Linked DNA regions of Hordeum vulgare: region 1 is linked to region 2. The links are chromatin contacts, called in public Hi-C maps. All regions are on one chromosome and are shown on one strand. Each heading gives the region's core, a stretch centred on a gene start, on an enhancer-like site or on the middle of the called end of the contact. The rest is flanking DNA. Distances are from core to core; before and after follow the strand shown.

What was found. Hi-C and Micro-C count contacts between places; a contact is called where the count stands out from the background.
Region 1: a contact with region 2 is called in a Hi-C map of leaf, with 6 times the contacts expected there. The contact joins two enhancer-like sites. A contact is called at or near these places in 2 of 6 Hi-C or Micro-C datasets (both in leaf).

What each region holds. Positions count from the first base shown.
Region 1 is chr1H:376,553,282-376,559,898 of MorexV3_pseudomolecules_assembly, forward strand. No RefSeq gene overlaps it. Among protein-coding and RNA genes, the nearest start is that of LOC123411511, 69 kb to the right of the region's middle. Within about 2 kb of position 1,345, at least 3 of the 3 cell types and tissues checked have open chromatin away from gene starts, as enhancers often do. A contact at or near this core is called in leaf, where this site is marked.
Region 2 is chr1H:376,427,609-376,434,259 of MorexV3_pseudomolecules_assembly, forward strand. No RefSeq gene overlaps it. Among protein-coding and RNA genes, the nearest start is that of LOC123438459, 39 kb to the left of the region's middle. Within about 2 kb of position 2,558, at least 2 of the 3 cell types and tissues checked have open chromatin away from gene starts, as enhancers often do. A contact at or near this core is called in leaf, where this site is marked.

The DNA of each region.
Region 1 (6,617 bases), core at 95-2,594, 120 kb after region 2:
TGGTCAGCGTCAGGCAAAGCCCGTGCCCCCGATGGTGGCAGCGGAGGGCCTCTCCTCCCTCCCTCAGGTGCACAAACGGCGCGGGCGCCCAGATCCGCGGGGTGCGGCCCTCCCGACGGCACGGCGAGTCCCGGTGGTGGTGGGTTTGCTGCGGTGTGCGTTGCCCAGATCCATGGGGTGTGGGTGTTCCGGCAGCATGGCGGCTCACGGTAGCGGTGACCTCAGGCGGTGGAAGGTTTGGGCGGAGGCATGGGCCGTGTGGTGGCGGATCTCGTTGCTCCGATCTTCGTGGAGAATACTGGATCTGGGGCGGCGGCCCCTGTAGGTATGGCGGTGGCGCCCTTGGTTGGCGACGCTCGCGGGTGACAGATGGATGGCGTCTTGGCCGCGTGGGTGGCAAGTTACAGGTGGATCTCCTCCACGTTGCAGGCTCTTGCCCGCTGCACTTGGTGTCTTGCGACCTCGGTCGTCGGCCTCAGTGCGTTCACGGGAGTTGGTAGAGATGACAGCGGACCGAAGGAAACTCTAGATGATTCGCTCATCCCGATGGTGGGGACGACCAAGGTCGATGTTATCCTTCTTGCAAGCGTTGTCGAGGTCCCTTCCCTCCATCCCGACCCCATGCCCGGGTGAAGACCCAAAATCTCATCAGATTGGGCGGCGACGGCAATGCATGTGCCGTGTCCTTCTTGAAGACGTCGCCTGGAGCGTTCGGGTGCTCGGTTAGAGAAACTACAGGCGGAGGGGATGGAACCAGTGTCAGCAGGTGGTGTTCGTATTGGAGGAGCGGCGTGGAATCTCGCACGTCAACAACGACGGATCTCGGCGGCATGGAGCAGCGGTGTCTCGACGGTGGGCGTGTGATGATAGACGAGCGCAGGATGGTGGTGTTGTCTGGCGTCGTGGTGGCGTTGATGGCAGATAGGCCTCGCAAGGTCGATGTGTCGGTACAACTCTGAAGATGGATTGATGGAGACGGTTGCGACGGCTTCTGAGAGTGTGTCGGACCGTTGTGCGCCCGAGACCCGACACTGTGGCTCGGTTGGGGTCTTTGGTTTTAGATGTTAGGCTATGATGCGAAGTTTGTTTGGTATTCGGTTCGGACTATCGACATCCCTTCATCAAGGATACGAGTAGTTACATATGTTGTCGAGATGGTGGCTTTAGATGTACTGATGTATTATTTTATAAGATCTTTGTGAATAATTAATAAAGTGGCTGCATGTATCGTCCAGATGCAGACACGGGGTCTTCCTTCTTTTCTAAAAAAATATAGACCAATTGTGTTTATCTGCAACCAAGGAAGGAAAATATCAGCTGAGCAACCAGCATTATCCATCAAGCCATGCAATCATGCACACACGGCACTGCGCCTGCTTATGTGCCGTTCTGTTCCGGGGCATGAGGTTACGCCACTTGCATATGAAGTCGATCTGCCAAAAGATTCAACAAAAGTTTGTGACAACGACTTGCGGTAAAGTGGTACCACAGCTACCACTGCTGAATATTCCGACTAGCTACGTAGCAGCTAGATGAGTTTCATCTTCCATGACCCGCACGAAACCGATTTTAAAAAGGCTGGAACTGGAGAAAAGTTAACGTGCAATTGGGCCAATAATTGTGCTAGAAAATTCGGTGAAAGCCTCTCCTGGTCCTCGCATTTAGCCAGATAGTCTTCATGTTAATAGTCTCAACAACTGCTTGGTTAGGTTCACGCCAAGGCCGAAACGGTGACATATTCAATTAGTACGTCGACGTAAGAAAACAATCCAACCATTCATGCATCCCGCGACGAACCGGACAACACAGTGATCTTTCTCTCTTTTCTAATGGTGAAATGCTTGTTAATTTCGGAAAGGGAGGGGTTAATTAAACGTAGGAACTACGGGTTTAACATCTAGTAGTCGGACTAGTATCCCTAACGCTTCTAAATCGCTTCTTTTTCAGAGCAAACAAAGTGCTGATGGTAGCTTGGAGCACGCACGGGTCATATATGCTGGAGGGTGGCACTTCGTTATCAGCAATCAGGAAAGAAATCAAGCTAAACCGACCGGTACTGCGATCCGGCTGGGTTCATCTCAAGTTCTCAACACGATATGTGGATTTCCAACCCAACCATTTTGTCAGGGCATTAATTGGGTATGCGGCCAATGGCTTAATCATGCACGCAGAGTATTCAACTCCGCTCCAGTTGGATCAACGCCGATGAAATTACGGGAAACAGCTCGACAAAGAAATCCTCCCCAAATTGCGACAACTGGATCACCAATCATCGGCAGTACTATGCACAAGGAAAACTAGTTGTCTGCTGGTTTACAAGCACATGATCAAGATATTTTGCAGCCCATTTCCCTGCCAGTAGACCCATGCATTATGCAGTTGGATCATGCGTGACAGAATGAGATTCACATGGCGCGAGAATGTGTTGGGCGATTGAGCATGGGAGAATCTGACTCGTGAGCTGGGGAGAGCAATCATCTGTGTATCCCTAGGAGGATTAGCTCGAACCTGGGCTCCTGATTAGGGAGCAGGCTCCCGGCAAACAGATGGCTACGTGCTAGCTCAATCGCTTGCCAGTCGACCCAACTAGCAAATCAATTAATCGGCTAATCACACGAGTCTAGGTGTTGGTGTTAACTGAAACTTGCATCGGATGTGATTAGGGTTCTGCGTTCTTTCACATCTGTATGAGTTTTTTTTCTGTTGCTGCCTTTAATACTGTAATGGTTTTTACATTTTTTCAGATAGTTGAATAGAACATCTCTCTCCGTCTCTGCGTACAGGGGCCGTAGTCCAGGCGATGTGACCTTGCCGACAGGTTTCAAGTATTGTCCAGACTAAATTACAATACCACACGCTAGTTTCTACATATAGATTAAATTTCCACGGGTCTGCTCTCACGCTATTTTTGATATAGTTTCAACTATTGACCAGGTTTCAATTACTAATTTTCATGTATACAAGTCCAAGGCACTCTGCTTACTTGGTCGAGTAAACTCATGTATCGCGGCTCTTCCAAGCTCGAGATCGCAAGACTGACATTTTTAAATGCGTTTCACTACACCGACTGAATCATTCATGAACTATATAATCATATATACTCAGGTAGACAGTTAAGCGTGTGCATGCTGGCATGCTGACTGGCTATCTGAACTTATAAATTTGGCAAAGCTCAAATCGGAGGAAGGAAACTATATAATGTTTTGCTCAAGTAAACTAAAAAGAAAGACAGGTAAGTAATTCTTGGGAAGAATAATTGTAGAGGATTCAACGCATAGAGCTGGGTTGCTGCTCAAGTCCGGCACACACACACACACACACACACATAATTAAGCATAGCAGACACGTCGTGGATCGGCAGGGTCAAAGCCGCGCGCAATTATTGAGCAAAAACTAATCAGAGGTAGGCTCGCTCACGAACTCTATCCGCGGCAATATTCCTCCTCGAATCCCCTCCTCTTTTGGGTATCTCCAAGGGCCGGTTAGAACAAACCCAATCAATCCCTCCCAGAACGAGCGATCGCGCTTCAGTGATTCTCCCATCGAAACGTCGATTCCATTCCGCCATTGACGATTTCCCTGCTCGATAAAGCAACCGAGAAAACGAAAGATCGGAGAGATGGTTCGTCAAGATATTAGCGCAGCACATTGACGTATCGGTCGTTGACAGTAACCGGAGGAGGCCGAGCACAAACGCGCGTGCTGTAGGTTCGGCCGGCGCATGCATGGAAAACAGCAGTGGTCATAGCTCGGTGAGCGGAGGACAATGGACGCCGAGGCGGCGGTGAAGGAAGACGACGACCCGATGTCGCTTCTTGCTGTTTGCTTTACCGCCGATCCCGGCGTGTGTGACCCGAGACGCCGAGAGTCATCGATGATCCGCTGTGGGGTCAAACAAGTTGATGTCGATCGTGTGGCTTGCAGTGTTTGAAGCTTCGAAAACACTTGCGTCTACAAACGCGAACGCCTCACGGCCAAGTGCGTACGTTGCACGAGACGTCGCGTCCGGAACTCCGGATCGACCGGCTTTCCCCGGAAGCCAAACGCCAGATCGGGAACAAATGTTTTGTTTTATTTTAATGACGGGGGGCAGATTCCCTGCCTGAATCTTCATTTCAAAAATTGACGGAGAGGTACGATCACACAGTTTAGAGCATCTCCAACAGCCGTTCAAAAACTGCTCCGCGCGTTAAAAGATCCGTTTTTTGAGCGCCGGACTGCTCCAGCAGAAACTGCAAAACACTGCGCCCGCTAAAAACTTTTGGGCGCGCGCTCAAAAACGCTATCGCGTGCAGCACATTTGGTGCGCCGGCTTTCGCGCGCAGCAAACTCTGAGCTGCTGCAGATCGGACTGCTGGATCGGACTGGATTGGGCGTCGCACTAGCGTGCGTCTGTTGGAGATGCTCCGGTCCCCGCGCTTCAAAACTGCTACAGTGACGCGCTAAAAAATTTATTGGGCGCGGATTTTTTGCGCTACCGTTAGAGATGCTCTTAGCACGAGGAACGCAATCGAACGCAATCCCCCCTTAGGCTTTGTTCGGTTCCTTCCCAATTGAAGGGGTTTGGAGGGGATCGAGAGGGATTAAATCCCCTGCAAGTCAAATTTCATCTCAATCCCCTCCAATCCCCTCCTTGCTGAGATTAACCGAACAATCCCTTAGGCCGTGTTCGATTACTTCAGATTTGAAGGAGCTTGCAGGGGATTGGGAGGGGTTATATTCCTTACAAATTAAATTTTAACTCAATCTCATTCAATCCTCTTCAATCTCCTCGTGGAAGGGATTAATCGAACAAGCCCTTAGAAACGCAATCCCCTCTGTTATATCTGCTATGATATAGCACATTTTTTTTCTTATACCCCCTCGATCCAAACTAGTTGTCGCAGATTTGGTACAAATTTAACAAATGTCCATTTATTTTACTATCAGATTGCTTTTTTCATTTTCTGTCAAGGGCATTTTTCTAATAAACGAAACTGGTATTTTGGGACTACCCATGTTTTTCCTGAAGGCAGCCGTCCAATGTGACCGGCCCAGTTAGGATACAGGCCTCCAGTGATTTTTTATTATTCATTATTTTCACATTTTACCATTCTTTTTCGTTTTCTTTTATTTTTTCTTTTGGATTTTTTCTTCTTCATTATTTTCATCACCCTGGGTGAAGAATAGTTATCCTTCACTGCCTCTATTTTTCATCAATGTACCGTAGTTTTATGCTTTTACTTATTTCATATGTAAAAAGAGATCGTAAAAAATTATATAATCATCATAAAAATATTTTATGTCACGTCAAATTATAAACATAAAAACATAGTGTTAAATACATATGAAATGTGATTTTTTCTGGTCTTATAACCTATATTTTTAATTTTTTACATCAAATTTGACATAATGGATCAATATTAATGTAACTATCGGTATTCCAAATGTAATTTATTTACGAAACGGTCGTAAAATTATCTGGGTGAAGAATAAATTATTTTGCACCTGGATGATGAATAGACTTTCTCTCTATCTCTCTCTCTCTCTCTCTTGGGAGTACGTACTCCCGCTCTTCATGTACCACATAGATGAGTCTTTTATACCTCATTATTGTTTTTAATATAATTCATTAATAATTATTAGATACCTTAAAGTGAGTTTCATGAAAAAATTCGTGTGAGTTTACATATTTTTAAAGGTTTACGTATATACTGTTTTGTTTACACGTGAAAAAGTATATTATAAAGAGTACATCGCAACTGATATTTTTTTCTCAACAAAACTCATATTGAGGTCTCTCAGAATATTTAATAAAGTATATTAAAAATGATAAAGAGGTATAACCAATGCGTATATAAAGTATATTAAGAATGGGAGTAAATTTATCCAGGAGTACAGAAAGTTAGTCCTATATATATATATATATATATATATATATATATATATATATATATATATATATATATATATATATATATATATATATATATATATATATATGAAAATCACTTTTTATACAAAAGCGTAGAAATGTTAAATGTGTATAGAAAAAATGTTTTTGATGTGTAAACAAAAGTATAGAATATTTTTTCAAACCATATGAAAAAGGTATAAATCAATAATATAATTTCTATATTTTATGTTGAATTTTCTAATCAGGAATATAAAATATGTCATGTTTATATAATTGTTTTCGTGATGTATACAAAAAATGTCCAATGTATATCGAAACAAATAGACATAAAATAATTGATCACGTATTTGGCTAATTGTAAATGTGTATACAAAAAATGTTCTTGGCGTATACAAAAAATAGAGTATGTCTATGAGAATATAAACATGATAAATATATGTTTTATCAAATGGTAATCATGTTTACGAAAATTATTAAACGTGTGTATAAAAATGTTCATGGTATATACAGAAAATATTTAGTGTGTACAGAAAGTGTACATATCAAAAAATATCAAAATATAAGTTGTCAAAAAAATAAATCACATATTTTGAAAATGATATAACGTGTATACAGAAAATATTCCTGTTGTATACAATTTTTTTATAAATGTGTATGAAAAGAGTAGACATCAAAACATTTGTTGAAAGAAATATTAATCATATATTAAAAAAAAGGTCCA
Region 2 (6,651 bases), core at 1,308-3,807:
ATAGGAATAAAAGGCAGTTAGTGTGGCAAGAGCGTCGGACTTGTGACAAAGAGGCAAAGTCCACACGTAATGAGAGTAATCATCTAAAATCACCAAATAGTATAGATAGCCTGTATTACTCGCAACACAATATGTCCAAACATCACTATGAAGTAACTAAAACGGAAAGGTAGATATAGTTGTTGACGCACTAAAGGGAATAAGAACATGCTTTCCCAGACGACAAGCCTCACACAAGTGATCCTCAAGTCTATTACATGAAAAAGAAAAACTCCGAAGGATTTGACGAAGGGTGGTGGGGTTGGGGTTGCCCAAACGAGCATGCCAGAGGTCGACGTCCGCGGCAAGAGCAATGGGAGTGGAGGTGGAAGCGCCGGCGTGCACGGGATAGAGTTCCTCGGGACTGTCACAGCGGTGCAGGACCATCCTGGTACGGGCGTCCTTCACAGAGAAACCAACGACATCAAATTCAACGGTAAGATGGTTCTCACGAGCGAGACAACGAATAGAAACTAAGTTAGATGCTAACTCATGAGAAACAAGAACGTTATACATATTGATAGGTGTGGAGTTGGATGGAAAAGTAGTACTACCAATATGAGTGATAGGTAAGGAGGAACCATTGCCTACGGTGATACGAGTGGAAGTGTTGATAGGAGTGGAAGAGAGGAGGTTACCGGGATGAGCTGTCATGTGCGTTGTGCCACCCGAGTCCATCTACCAGTCGCCTCCACCGCTATAACTATTCGGCGACGGGGCCGAGTGCAAGGCAGCGGGGATGGAGGGATCCCATGGCGGCGGAACCTGTGGCTATGGAGTGACGTCATAGGGCTGCACCAGAGCTAACGGGGCGGCGTTGCCGGTGCCGACCGGCTGGGTGGTCGCGCTGAAGAAGGCCTGGTGTGCTGCCGGGTGTGGCCCGAGGAGGCCCGCATGAGGGAGCCCTTGGGACGAGCATGTGGTAAGCATGCACCATGCCCGTCCAAGGGTTGGTGCCTGCGGTCCATGGAGGAGATGACTGCAGGTGGCGCGGCGCACCCGCGGTCCCCTGTTGTTGTGGCTGCTGCTCGTGGCGGCCGCCTCCACAATGCCGGTTGCGCCCCCCTTGCCGCTGCTGTTGGGGCGGCACGGGAGCGGCGGGAGGCAGCGGGTAAAACCCCGATGGAGGCAGGGGCCGCGGGGAGGGGGCGGGCGCCGGAGGATTGGGCCCGTCGCGGGTTGTGACGGCGGCGAGGGCGGTGTGTTGCACCCGATGTTTCACCTTCTTCATCCGGCGCACTTCAAGCTTCAAGTATGCGACGGCAACCTGAAAGGTGGGCTCCGTCATCAACTTGAGATTGGAAGCGGCGTTGCCGAAATTCTCATTGAGGCCGACGGTGAGAGTGCTAAGCATGAGCTCGTCGAAGATTTTGGTGCCGATGTCGTGAAGCTCGTCGCCGAGCATCTTGAGCCGCATGCAATAGTCATCGATGGTGGAGTCATCTAGGTGGCATCCGAAGAACTCGTGTTGCAAGAAAACAAGGCGTTGAAGCTTATTGTCGGTGAAGAGCGCGTTGATCTTGGTCCACACGCTGCAAGCATCGTCGTCGTCGGTGACAACCGTGTGGAAGATGTCCTTCGAGATGGTTTGGTAGAACCACCGGATTAGAGTGGCCTCGATGGCGGACCACTCCGGGTGGCCCTTCATGTACTCAGCGTCGATGGAGCCATCAATGTGTTCGGTGAGGTAGTACCCGCGGAATACGAGGTTGAAGTAGGTCTTCCACGCGCAGTACAAGGAGGTGGAGGAGTCGTGGTGGATGGGAACACGGGCATCGATGTTGAGGTCGCGGATGGCTTCAGCGGAGGGCACATGGCCGGCGAAAGGTTGGTGCTGGAGGAGGCCGGCGAGCTCATGAGGCCGACTGCGGGGGAGAGATGGCGAGTGGCGGCGGGAGATCGCGGCGGCAATGGCTGCGGGTTGGAGAGGTGTAGAGGAAGCGATGGAAGACATGCGGCGATAGCGGCGGTTGGGAGGGAGGACGCGGCGACAACGTGGGGTGGTGGTGAGCAGGAGCGGCTGCGGCGGCGGCTTTAGGGTCAGGGTAGGAATGTTAGGCATGATACCATGTAGAGAGATGTTTGGCAATGCAACTCGCAATGTATTGATTGGATGTATGTGCACATATATAGAGTATAATATGTGTCTCAACCTCAACTATACAAAAGCTGGGAGATGGACCAAGCTATACACGTATACATGCAAACTATATGTTCAACGGGACTTACTAATATCGTTTTGATAACATTGATTAAACATATCAATTTTGACTTAAGTCAAAAGATTATACTCCATGTACTGTGTGAAGGAGGGAGTGTACGTCGCAACAACAATAATTAAAACGTTCGCTTCAGTGGTAAAGGTGGCACGAAGAAAGATCTAAACTTTAATCCAAGATTCCGTTTTGCTGGATCTATCAGTGCAGCAGGAAAACTTTGGATCTGTTCTCGACTACCTTGTCAAGCAAGTGGTATATGCGTCCATGAGTGACAATGTTTCTTCTGCTACAGATCCAGGGACAAACAAATGTGTCAATTCCTGAGGACAGCAGCTACGACCTAGCTAGTTCCTACAACGGCGACATGCGTTGACATGGCGATTCTCAGAACCCATCCATTTTTCTCGTGGATTATCTCCTCCAATGACCACTAGTCGGCTGCCGGTGTTGGTCATTCATATTGCAGAGGTCTGAGAGTAATAAAACTCTTTTATACTATAACCAATATTCATATATTTACGCATGCCTCGTGATAGTATTTATTGTATCTCTAGTCGTGTAGGATACAAATAGTCATTAGTATTTGTTAGCAAAGTTTTCTCATATACGGAGCATATCATAAATAGCCATGTAAGAGCATCTCCAACAGCCGCGCTTCGCGCCGCATCTAAAAAATGTATTTACAGCGCGCGCCGGCTGGTTTAGCGCAGGGATAGGCGCTGGCTCCAACAGTCGTGCTATAATGCAGCGCGCGCGCGTCGCTCCAGCAGTATCCAAAAATGCAGCGCACACAACATTTTTTAAAGTAGATTCCAATAAATAAAAACGATATAAAGTTATTTTACATATATTGCAACTAGATAGGTAGTTCGAAAACATAGATAGATAGTTCGGTGCTAGATAGTTCGAAAACAAAAAAACTCCTAGTCGCTCCAGTCATCTCCACCATCATCATCGTCGTTGGTGTCGTCAGAGGTTGACAGCCAGATGTCAAACCAACGCTTATCTTCTTTAGTGAAGAAGGACATCTCGCCGGCATTGACGAGGTCGGCCTGCGCACACGCCAATGCCTTCCGACGACGCCTGTCCAACCGCTCCTCGCGGCGCCGGCGCGTGTCCTCCTCGCGGCGCCGTTCCCAATATTCCTACTGGTAGGCAACGTCCTCCGGGTGGCGCCGGCGCCACTCCGCCATGACCCGCTCGTCCTCCTGGGCGACGAGGAGGCGGCGCTGCAGCGCAGTGTTCTCCGCACGATCTTGTGCGGAGTTAAGACGAGGCGGCGGGGCGAGGTCTAACGCCTGCTGGAGCGTGTGGACGTCCGGGAAATTCATTTGGAGGCGCGGCCTGCCTAGGCGCCACGCCGCAGCGTCGAACGCGCGGGCGGCCTCGTGCGCCGTGTCGTAGGTCCCGAGGCTCAGCCGGAGATCGCCGGAGCGTATCTCGGCGTAGAACCCGTTGTTGGGGCGCTGGCGGACGCCGCGGTAGCCCGACGCAGAACGGCGGCGCGGCGCGACGGCGGCGCGAGAGGCAGAGAGAGCGCGCTGGGGCGGCGGCGCGAGAGGCAGAGGGAGAGAGAACGCGCGCGGCGATGGCGTGAGGAAGCGGCAGCGCGCTGCCTTTTATGGGCGCGCGGAACGCGGCGCCGTAAAAATGGCGCGCGAGCTGCTGCCTTTTCGCGCGCGCTAGCGGTTCCCGCGCGCGCGGTTTTCCCGCCGCCACTGGAGCGCGCCAATCTGTCCCGCGCGCGGTAAAATGCCGGTTTAGCGCGCGCGCCTTTTTGCGCCGCTATTGGAGATGCTTTAATTTTGTTAGTTCCGAGTTTATGCTAACGTTGTGCGCTTTTTCCTTTTCCATTTTGTAAAACTTTGAAGATGTTTGTTACTCCCTCCGTTTCTAAATATAAGTCTTTTTAGATATTACACCAGTCTTTTTAGATATTACATCAGGAGACTACATACGAAACAAAATGAATGAATTTACACTTTAATGTATGTCTATATACATCCGTATGTAGTTTTTTGATAGAAACTCTTAAAAGACTTATATTTAGGAACGGAGGAAGTACTTTGCTTTTAATAAAGTTGGATGTAGAAGTCAAGGATAACCTTTGACTCAAAGGTTTCAGGTTATGACGTCCCAACATTTCTCTACTTCCAGTTTGAAATCAAAATTTACTAAAAAAATCCACAGTAACTTCAGACAATTTTAGATGTGGATATTATAGTTTACCGATGTAAGATGACGCAAATAGCCATGATTTTTGTATACAAAGTTTCTGGTTATTATTATTTTTTAAACACGAAAACGTCATCGGCTTCTACATCAAATGATGCACACAACCTTTTAATAATTATTTCAAAATTTATCATCCAAACACAATAAAATTACAAAAATGTTGTCACACATGGCTGCCGCAAGGCAATTAAAAAGATAAATGCCGAGAGACGAGCCTTATGCATCATGAACCTTACTTATAGGCCGCCATCTGAATCGGTTGAACAAATTTACACAGATCATCTTTCATCAGTTGCGTCCAAAAAGGCCGTGGGTGTCCAATATAGTTTCTGGTTATTTATTTTTTTGAAATGGAAAAGTTTCTGGTTATTTTTTAAAACGAAAAAGTTTCTGGTTACGACGTTTCAGCATTTCTTTATTTTTATTTATTAAAAAAGGATTTTTTCTCGTTTTGTATTACAAAGCAACCAACACCGATCACAGAGCAAATCCTGTAACGAGCATCACAACAGATAAAAAAAAAGAGAAATAAACAATGCGAACACCGGCAGCTCGACGAAGCACGGATGAACGGCAACCGATGCGCCCTTTGGAATCGATCCACCACGATCCAAGGCTCCGATCCTCCGCGTAACAAGTAGCACCTCCAACAAGGGATGCGATGACGCTGCTGCTCAGACGTGTCCTAGGGTCTTCCCCGGTACGCGGAGGGAGTGGGGGATGGAGACCGCCGACACCCTTCAGGAAGAAATGGTGGCACCCGCAGTCATCACCGCATCGGAGCCGGAAGAACCGGCAAGGGTTTCTCTCGCACTCCAAACCCCGCCGCCCAACCGGACTGGAGCCAACCAGCCGACCCGCCACCCACCAGCATGCGCCACCGCGGTCGCGACGCCACCCAATCTGCCTCACTGAGATCACCACCACGAGGCCAAGAGAACGAAGAGAGGGCGCTTGGCGACGGGAGCAGCAACACCGTAGCCGCGCGGGAGGGAACCACCTCCACCGCCTTCATGCGGAGGACCCTGTCCTCTGGCATCGTCGTGGTCGCCAACCGGACGCAGCAGCAGTGTAAACCAGGCCACCCCTGCCCCGGCCAGCCCCGCTAAACCCCGCCTGCCACGCTGCAGCAGGGCGCCGCCAGCACCCCATAGCCCATCGCCGCTCCCCCATCTCCTAGGAGCCACGCCGCCGTCCCGCCCCGTCGTCGGCACGCCCAGATCCAGATGGGGCCCTAAATGGCCCAGATCTGGGCCGAGTGGGTGCCGCCAGGACATGCCGCTGCGCCACCCCCGCCGCCAACGGCGCCGCTGCCGCCCAGCCGTTCTCTTGCGTCGCACCAAGATACCTCGCCACCACGCCGGACCACCGCCGCCTAGAAAACACCCCCTCGCGCCACTCCGCCCCGCGTCGGAGAGCAACCAAGAGGGGAATGGCGAGGCGCCTCCGCCGCCAGCGTCCCCTGGGCCAGGCCCGGCAGGGAGTGTCGGCGATGGTGACGAGGAGGGAAGGGTGGGGGGAACTGGAGGAGGCAGGCGCGGCCGGTCGCCCACAGGGGCGACGCGGTCGACTGTATGGTCCAGCAAGTAAATTCTCTACTTTTATTTAGAAAGCATATTTTTTTTTCTTTTGCTTAATTAAACGATTGATCCTTTGGACTCGTCTTTTGAAATGGGTTCTATGCCTTTTAGGTACATGGAATTAGCAGAGACATTAATCTTGTTCGTACTAGTTAAGACTGTAGCAGAGGTCACATCTCGGTCTAATAGGATCCTTCTAACTTTTCTCTTCTGCAGACAAAGAATCCTTCAACTACCTTGACTGTAGTAACAGTCTCACGACTGAACATCATGAAAACATAGTTTCACTGTAGAGCTAAGTAACGACATTAGGCTCTACCTCGATTTAGAGTCAGCTAGCTGAACAGAGACAAAAGAGCGGATATCATGCATGCATGTTTAAGAAGAATCTATTTGCTGGTCTGTCATGTGCAGACCATCCAGTACTGGCCAGGCTAGCGACCAGCCTATCAGAGTGTATGTTGATCGCCTCACATGTGTTCTTGTCTCTTTGATGAAGGATTAAAGCCAAGTAGATGCATCTTGTTGTACCTAGCAAGGCCCAAGTGGCCCGTACGTGCTTTGAATTTAACCACACG